Regions from separate parts of the Anser cygnoides genome. Here region 1 is linked to region 2. A link is a contact called in public Hi-C data. All regions are on one chromosome and are shown on one strand. The core of a region is the stretch at or near the end of the contact, and the rest is flanking DNA. Distances in the headings are between cores, read along the strand shown.

What was found. Hi-C and Micro-C count contacts between places; a contact is called where the count stands out from the background.
Region 1: a Hi-C map of liver shows a contact between it and region 2, with 5 times the contacts expected there. The contact joins the promoter of SF3B5 here to the promoter of ACAT2 in region 2. A contact is called at or near these places in 2 of 7 Hi-C or Micro-C datasets (granulosa cells and liver).

What each region holds. Positions count from the first base shown.
Region 1 is chr3:50,721,581-50,725,900 of Taihu_goose_T2T_genome, forward strand. SF3B5 (splicing factor 3b subunit 5) reads right to left here and starts at 2,061. Exons shown (of 1, transcript XM_048067881.2): 1 at 1,047-2,061. The coding sequence starts at 1,968. The coding sequence ends at 1,708.
Region 2 is chr3:50,429,583-50,433,651 of Taihu_goose_T2T_genome, forward strand. ACAT2 (acetyl-CoA acetyltransferase 2) reads right to left here and starts at 2,162. Exons shown (of 9, transcript XM_048067897.2): 1 at 2,004-2,162; 2 at 1,754-1,888; 3 at 533-714. The coding sequence starts at 2,052.

The sequences.
Region 1 (4,320 bases), core at 811-3,310, 290 kb after region 2:
GCTGTAATGTATGTGTGGCAATGAAGAGGAACTACAGCCACGGCACCCTTTTCCACTGAGCACATTGTCCATTTGTATAGGGAAAAGGCAAGTTTCTAAGATTTGGTTTTAGAAGAGTTACATTAAGAAAAGTAACAAGAAACCTGCTTGATTTAAATATGAATTTTGCTCAACATCTGCAAGACTGCAGCGCATACCTACTTTTAAGTGCGTGAACTTATCTAAGGAAAATCTTTCAGCCGTATTACTCAGTTTTTAAGGAACAGATGCTCTTCAAATTACCTGCTCCATCTTGCAAATATATTTCAAGCTGTTAAGTCGGCTTTGAAGCACCACATTGTTAAGTCTCCTAAGGATAGCAATTTTAAAGATTAATTACACTTAGAAGTGCAAAATATTAGTTTCTACAAATTATTTCTAGAAATTAATTTCTGGGAAAGTGCAGTAGTTCCCCACAAATCTTGCAAGCTGTATTTATTTAGGACCATTTCATCCTTGTCCTCATCTCAGTGTGTGCGACAAAACTGGGAGGAAAAAAAAAAAAACTGAGGTCTTCAGAAAATTGATGTATTGGCTTGAACACAACCGCAGGAACTTACGCACTTTTTCTCACATTCTACATTATCTTCAATAGCTTAGTTTTGTAAGTCTCAGTAAAGAGTATGAGAAGTTCATTATTTGGAAGAGATCACTGATTTTAAGAAAATGCCCCTGGTAAACTTGCACAGTCTGAACATCACCTCTAAGTTTTACTTTCAGGACTTCCATTAGAATTCACGATTTATGAAGAAACAGCCTAGTTTGGGTGACTAATCTAAACCAACATCAGTTCTGTTTGTAGTCTGATCTGACATTGTCACCTCAACACTGGTGGGATTTCTAGGCATTTTACTTCAAAGTAATAATGAATAACCCTTATTTTTCTCATTGGAAGGAAACAGAAATTTGTATGTCATTTGGCAAAATGATTTAGCTTCTCCCTAGCCTCCATATCTCTGATTGCATACCCACAGTGCCCAACCCCACATCATTATTCACTTGCACGGTGAACCATAGAAAAATTTTTAATTAGATTGCTATAAACATTGGTTAAAAAAATATGCTGCAACAGAGAGGATCAAGATTTGGAAAATGCAATGTACAGATGAGAAGATGAGACAGAAAAACAGCATACAAAGTAGAGTCACACTGGAGTTTTAAGACCTTGGAGCAATGGACGTACATGGTATCACAGATCACCCCAAAGGCTAACAACAAATCAAACCCTTTTAGAGTCCACGTGCTTCCCCCTCTCCCTCCCCAAAACGTAGCTCTGGCAAGGAAGTACCAAATGGCTAGGCTGGGAAGACGCTATCCGTTAAACACTTGTTGCTTGCACTGCGGACAGCTGTACTGAGCAACTTAATATTGTGTAGCAAACCGTTCCTTTTAGAACCAAACGCTGTTACTAGCACATTACCAAACAAGACGTTAGAAATGCCCACTAAATTTTATTTAAAAAAAACAGAGAGGAATTGAACAACTGTGGAACTGAGAGAAACTGTCCGGGAGCAGGCGCTGTCCCAGCACCTCCCCGCCGGCGCGCACGGAGCAGGACGGAGGGACCGGGGGCTGCGAGGCCGGCGGGCGGGCGGGCGCTGCGGGGCTGGCTGCGGGCGGGCGGGCGGGCGGCTCCATCCCGGGGCAGGGCAGGGGCCGTGGGCCGGGCTAGGACTCGTCGGGCTTGTCGGCGGGCGGCCCGCAGGGCTGCAGCATCTTCTCCATGAGGTTGAAGCGGACGCGCGCCTTGCTCTCGTTCTCGGCGATGGCGAAGTAGTTGAGCAGGTCGAAGTGGCCCATGTAGGAGCAGTAGGAGTCGCGGTGCTGGTTGACCAGCCACTCCCACTTGGTGGTGTCGGCGTGCCCCGTGCCGATGTACTTGGACTGCAGGTGCTCCAGCTGGCTGTGGATCGTGTACCGGTCCGTCATGGCGCCGCGAGCAATGGCGCCCGGAACCGGCCTCACCGCCCGCCCCGCGCCGCGCCGCGCCCCTTCCGCTCCCCGGGCCCGACGGCAGCCGGGACTTCCCCCCGCCGCCCGCCGACACCGGCGGCGCACTGCGCGCGTGCGCGCCCGCCAAGGCATGCTGGGAGTTGGAGTCCTCTGCCACGGCACGCCCCTCCCGCCCTTAGTCTCACAGGGTCGCTGATGTTGTGAAAGCCCTTCAAGATCCTCTGGTCCAACCGTCCCCCTACCACCAATGTCACCCACTAAACCGTGTCCCTAAGCACCACGTCCAACCCTTCCTTGAACACCCCCAGGGACGGTGACTCCACCACCTCCCTGGGCGACCCGTCCCAGTGCCTGACTGCTCTTTCTGAGAAGAAATGTCTCCTCATTTCCAACCTGAACCTCCCCTGGCACAACTTGAGGCCATTCCCTCTGGTCCTATCACTAGTTTCCTGTGAGAAGAGGCCGATCCCCAGCTCCCCACACCTTCCTTTCAGGTAGTTGTAAAGAGTTCCAGGCAGGGCTTCGGAAGTTTCCTCAAGTTATCCGAAATTCAGCCAGCCTGTTTAAACAACTGCCCTGTTAGACGGACTCCTTGAAGACTCCCATTGGTTTCCCTGAGATTATTAATATGATTTGAACTTCTGTTTTAATCACTTAAATTCAGTAAGCCAGGTGAGGGTTACAGCTGCAGACCAACAACTATATTACATCGTTATCATGCAGCACATACCTGAGGACCTCACATTCCCAAGCCAGACACCAGGCTGAGTCTACCCGAAACTGGCACAACAGCTTTGCACTGTAGGGCCAGGCCTCCAGTTAGTTCCTAAAGGAAAAATACAGCTTTGACATGGTAGCTACTGCTTAATTCGCCTATCTGAGAATCAAGTGAACCAAATCTGAATACAAAGTACGTAGAAAACAGGACATTGGGAATGAAACTGGATAGCCTCTGTCAGTCAGGAGACTTCAGTAAATATGAAAGCAAAATAAATGGAGCCTCTCCTAAAACTCATGTTTCAGGACACAGTGTTTCCCAGCTCTTGACGTTGTCTCTGTATAAATTACGTCTCATTTTTGCTTTCTAAACAAGTGACACAGGAAGTCTGACTGTGGAGGAAGAGAGCTGTAACAAAAATAGCCACGAGGTGCTATGCGCAAATCAAAACACTATTTTTCATTAGCTGTTTACTTTGTTAAAGGCACTACACTTTTTGTAGTACCACTAGTACAAAAACTCCTTATAAAGAAAGGCTGAAAAAGTGCACTGAATTTGAGGGTCCTCCCAAAACAAATATTTTGGTAATATTAATTCAGTTATATTTAGCTAAGAAAAAGCACTATAGGTTCCATCGCATTCCCTTTATGAGGTGCAAAGCTCTCCCTTTTCCCCAGGCAGACTTTGCAACTGAGCAGGGTCAAGGAATAGATCTAAGCCAAAATTCAGTATTACTGTTGAAAAAGATTTTGACAGTGCAGGTAATATTTTACATGAATATTAAACTCACAAGCAGATATAAAAATAACACATTGTAAATTGTATCACCAATCTAATTTGGTCGAAGTGGAGCTTTAAATAAATTCTATCATCCATCAAATAAGTGGTCTTTCTTCGCCAGCTCTCTTAAAGAGCTTACATAACGTTAAATTTAAAATGCATGGAATGATGCATGCTTTCGTATGATAGCAGTGGTTTTAATCACTTGTTCTAAAATAGGAAAGACACATTGCCAGAAATTTTCCAATAGAACACTTCAAGCTCTTTCTTGTAAATGCTGTGCGGTCAAAAGAAATCCATGGAAATATCCTATGAAAACACAGATGATTCAAGGCCCCTTGTTTACAAGTAAGCATGCTATAAAGCCAAGGTCACAGAGAGCAGTGTCAAAACAATATCCTAAAATGTCCTTACCTTTTATTGCAAAGAACTAAATGAGGACTATAATTTTTGTTTTGTTTTGTTTTTGTTTTTACGAGGATCTGTTGAGTCATTATCAAGGCTTACTTAGCAGGAAGCAGTTTTACACAGCTGGATACAGCAATTGCATTCTGCAGTTGCTTCCGGAGAGACCAAGACAGAAAACAAACAAACAAACAAACAAAAGCACACAAAGACAGAATCCCTGCAGAAAAGTGCTGAAGCATCCCACACTTCAGACCTTGGAAAGAGTTCCAAGAGTTCCAAACTCTGGACAAGTTTTATGTAATTTATATATTTTGCAGATCTTGGCCGAAGACCATCCAGGAGGTAACACACTGGGATAACCAAGAGTAAGAAGCGTGATACGTGTCTAGAGGCTTATCCACATCAGGTCAAAGAGGGTGCAA
Region 2 (4,069 bases), core at 912-3,411:
ACCAGGCAACGCCAACACCACCCTCGGCACTGACAGCCAGCGAGCCCTGGCAGAAGGCCCCACCCTTGCCAGGCATCAGACCATTTGCCCAGTGCCAACCCATGACACAGCCTTGGGCTGAAAACCTTGAAATGAAAGCACTTTGCTTCCTCTCCAGGCTCTAATTACTGAACAATTATTCTGCAAAAGAATAACATTTCCAGTTATTCATGCTTTGGGCCTCTTGCAGCACAAAAGCAACCCTTGCTATTGCCAGCTGTCTCAAGCAAATAATTCATCACCAGAGGGCTAGATAGGAATTAAAATCGTATTTTAAATGTGATGTGTGTTTGCAACAGCATTTTTTAAGTAGCTACAGTATCATCAAAAAAAAAAAAAGCTATAAAAGACCATTTTTGCATGTGTAAATTAATTTCCAAGTGCAGAAACTGCCTCCAAAGCATTAGCCTTGAAATACATGGTTTCAACATTCAACTTCATTGCTGTTTGTTCCCCTTAAGACAGAAAATGAGAGTGCAATCTTTTGATTTACCTTGCTCATACTTTCCATTCCTCCTGCAACCACAATGCTGGCCTCTTCTGTCATTATGGACTGGGCACCCAGACATACCGCTTTCAAGCCAGACCCACAGATCATCTGGCAGCTCCATGCAGGCACAGAGTAAGGGATTCCTGCACCAACACTTGCCTGCCGAACAGGGTTCTGACCAGCACCTGCAAGAACACACAGGGGTTTTCCTTGTCTACTCTCCAAAAGCAAAACAGGCCTTGTCACTTTCCAATTCCACCAACCTTTAGAGCTTGTTCCTGTTTTTAGTTGGTAGACAAAGAAATTCCCAGCAGCTGTTACCTCTCTCATTTATACATATGGTTTATTGATCAATAGTAAGATCAGTGACTTCAGCCACTTGCTACTCATAATTTTGTATTTGCAACTCTGCTGTTGACTGCTGGTGAGATTAAACACCATTTATTCAGTTTCAAATTGGCACTAACCTGTTGCACATATATAAGATATGAGTTGATTTAAATTGCTGCTAGCTGAAGGGTTTATTTCTGATATCTTCTGTACACTGTGAATAGACAACTTTCCCCAAAAATTCCCCTGGAAACCATAAGCACATTTGTGCAAATGAAAGCTTCCATTCATTCTTGCTTGCAATCTGCTGTAGAGAGAATAGGAGCACTACATACAAAGGCAATATTCTTCATCTGCATCTCCCCAGGCCAAAGCGAGGCCAGCTCTTTTGTATGTAAAGGTGGAGATAAGGAGAGCACAGCATGCTCTCTCACCATGAGCTAGATTCACAGAAATCTGAATCAGCTTTAAATATGAAAGTATTTCTTTTATTTTCTTCCTCCCTCTTTAGAAGAGGGGCTGGTCTGCCCTGCGGCTCTGCTGATCAAACATTACCCTGCAAAAAGCACATGGCCGTGTCAAAGCGAACAATTCCCTGTATCCGCATTCCCACGAAACCGAGCCGGTTGTGTGTAAGCAAGCGGCACGGCAGACCCCGCAGGTGGGTCTCCCAGCCGAACAGAGAAGCGGGCTGCGTCTCCATCCAAGCCCTGGAGCCCTGTCGCTGTCAGAGAAGCGCTGTGACAAAGGGAACGCTGCCAGCCCCCGGAATGCCAGCACCCCCCGTCCCCGCCCCGCCCCAAGACCCCCTCAGAAGCAGCCCCCGGCACGCACAGCGCTGCGGGGACCCAGCCGCGGTGTCCCCCCCCGCCGCCCCAGGGCCCCCGGCCCTACCTGCGGCCAGCACCTGGCCCAGGACCACCTCCGACACCTCCTCGGGGGCCAGCCCGGCCCGCCGCAGCGCCTCACGGATGGCGGCGGCGCCCAGCTCGTGTGCCGGCAGCGCGGACAGGGCGCCGTTGAAGGAGCCTGGAGGAGACACAGGGAGGGGAAGAGGGAGGAAGGAGAGCGGTCACCGCCCGCCCGCAGCCCCTGCGACACCGCGCCCTGGGGGCTGGGGGCCGCCCGCCGCCCGGCCCCTCACCGACGGCGGTCCTGACGGCCGACACGAACACCACGGGGTCTGCGCTCATGGCTGAGCCGAGCCGAGCCGAGGCCGGTGAGCGGAGCCGGAGCCGGATCCTGCACGGCACGGCACGGCACGGCACGGGAGCGGGGCCGGCACCGGGACCGCCCCTCGCGTGGTGCCGGCGCCGCCCCTCGCGTGGTGCCGGGCGGGGCCGGGCCGCGGGCGGGGCGGGACCCGCTGAGGGGAGAACAGGGGGGAGCCGAGGGGTGCCCTGCAGCCTGCCCCTCCTGTGCTGAGTCACGGCCCAAGGGACCCGCCAGCCCGGGCGGTGCCCGAGGGTGCAGCCTGACATTAGCTTGAGTGCCAGCAGCGCGGTTTGGCAGGGCTTTTAGAAAAAAAAAAAAAAAAACGAGGGACAAATTACGTCCTAAAAAAGCAAATACTGTGTGATGACGAATGTACGTGACGGCGTATGCAGCAACAGTGCACCTGTAATCACACCCCGCGTGTTCTGACTGATCTGAAGCTGCTGGGGTTACATCTGCATGCATAAAATGCATTTGAGTCCTCTGTATGGAAACGCCGAGTGACAGAAGCAGTGCAATTCCCAAACTGGATTCACATCAGACTCTAATCTTACTTTAAATGTAAAAACCTACAGCGTTACTACGTAGGAAAGTAACACAACTTCGGAAAGCAAGACCGTTAATCTAGATTTCACCGTTACAACAACATCGTTGGCATAAGTGAAACAGAAAAAAGAATTATCTCAGATGTCTTCAGGCGCAGAAATCTGTGGTAAATCCTGTGGGCAGCCAAATCCTTAGGTGGACTAATCTACCAGTCACCTCAGGATGCATTAAACAGCAACAGGCATGCACCACAGCTTGTCTTCACCAATGCTGTGTGGCCAGGGCAGCTGGTAATGCTAACGGAGACCTCAGATTAAACCTGGGTGACAAAACCATGTCTGGAGCCTTTTCAAAAGACTCATCAGTAAGCAATTAGTAGATCTACCATACAAGCAAAACTCCCGAATATGTGATTTTAAGCTATAAAAAAGTGGTTGTTTTAGAAGAACATCATGCAGTTCCTGGGCAACCCTCTACGACTGAAAGTAGTCTCTGCATCTTTTCAAAATTCAGTAGAGACTGACTCATACGGAGGCAGCACCAAGTAACCTAGTTTATCAACTGTCCTGTATACCTATACGTCATTCTTAATGCAATATTTGACTGATTACAGTTTGAAGTCATCAATGCAAATACAAAATCAATAATGTAAGAAGAGCCCAGAAAACGTTAAATGTCAGCAGGTGTGCAAAGTCCAAAAATGACAGTACATCTGAAGTAAGTCTTACAGACAGGATTGCCTTTTATTTAAAGCTTTTTCCAAATATCAGCATCCTCTCCACACTTGATCTTTAATCTGCCAACAGATGGAAAGAGTTTGAATTTGAAGGGGGCCTAGTGAATTCATGACAGCTCAGGCCAATGAGCTGACTTGCTGCTATTTTGTCCTCAACCACAAACAGCTGAATTGTTTTCCAGCTCAAGAGGAGTGAGGGACCAGCCTGTAATGCTGGGCCAGCCCAAAATGGCAGAATCAAACAAGTTTTATCCAGGTATTTTTGTCTGACTTTCGTTATACTGTTTAACTCTGCTTGGACAGTGTCCAGGATGAGATCCAAATGCATAACAGGAATGTGTAAAGGAACAAAACAACAGCAATTGCACAAGACAAATAATTAGGAAACTTGTATGGTGCAGATCAAAGTTAAGTTATTTAAACATACCAAAAAATGACTAAACATTAGTAGGCAGCTGTGCTTTGAATGCAGTGTAGTTAATGAGCAGCATAATAACCAATAGCAACCTACTGCCCAATGCCGGTACATTTTCACGTTTCTTGGAAATCTAGGCTCTGGGAAATTCAGTCAGGAAAAATTAGGACATCAGTTTGGAACAATGAACTTAACCCACTAACATTCAAAAAGTAAGGCTATGTTGCACAAAGTTTACGTGTTATCTTCCCATGAACACAATGAAATGGACTCGTGCCTTGTGTAAAATACTCAAAGA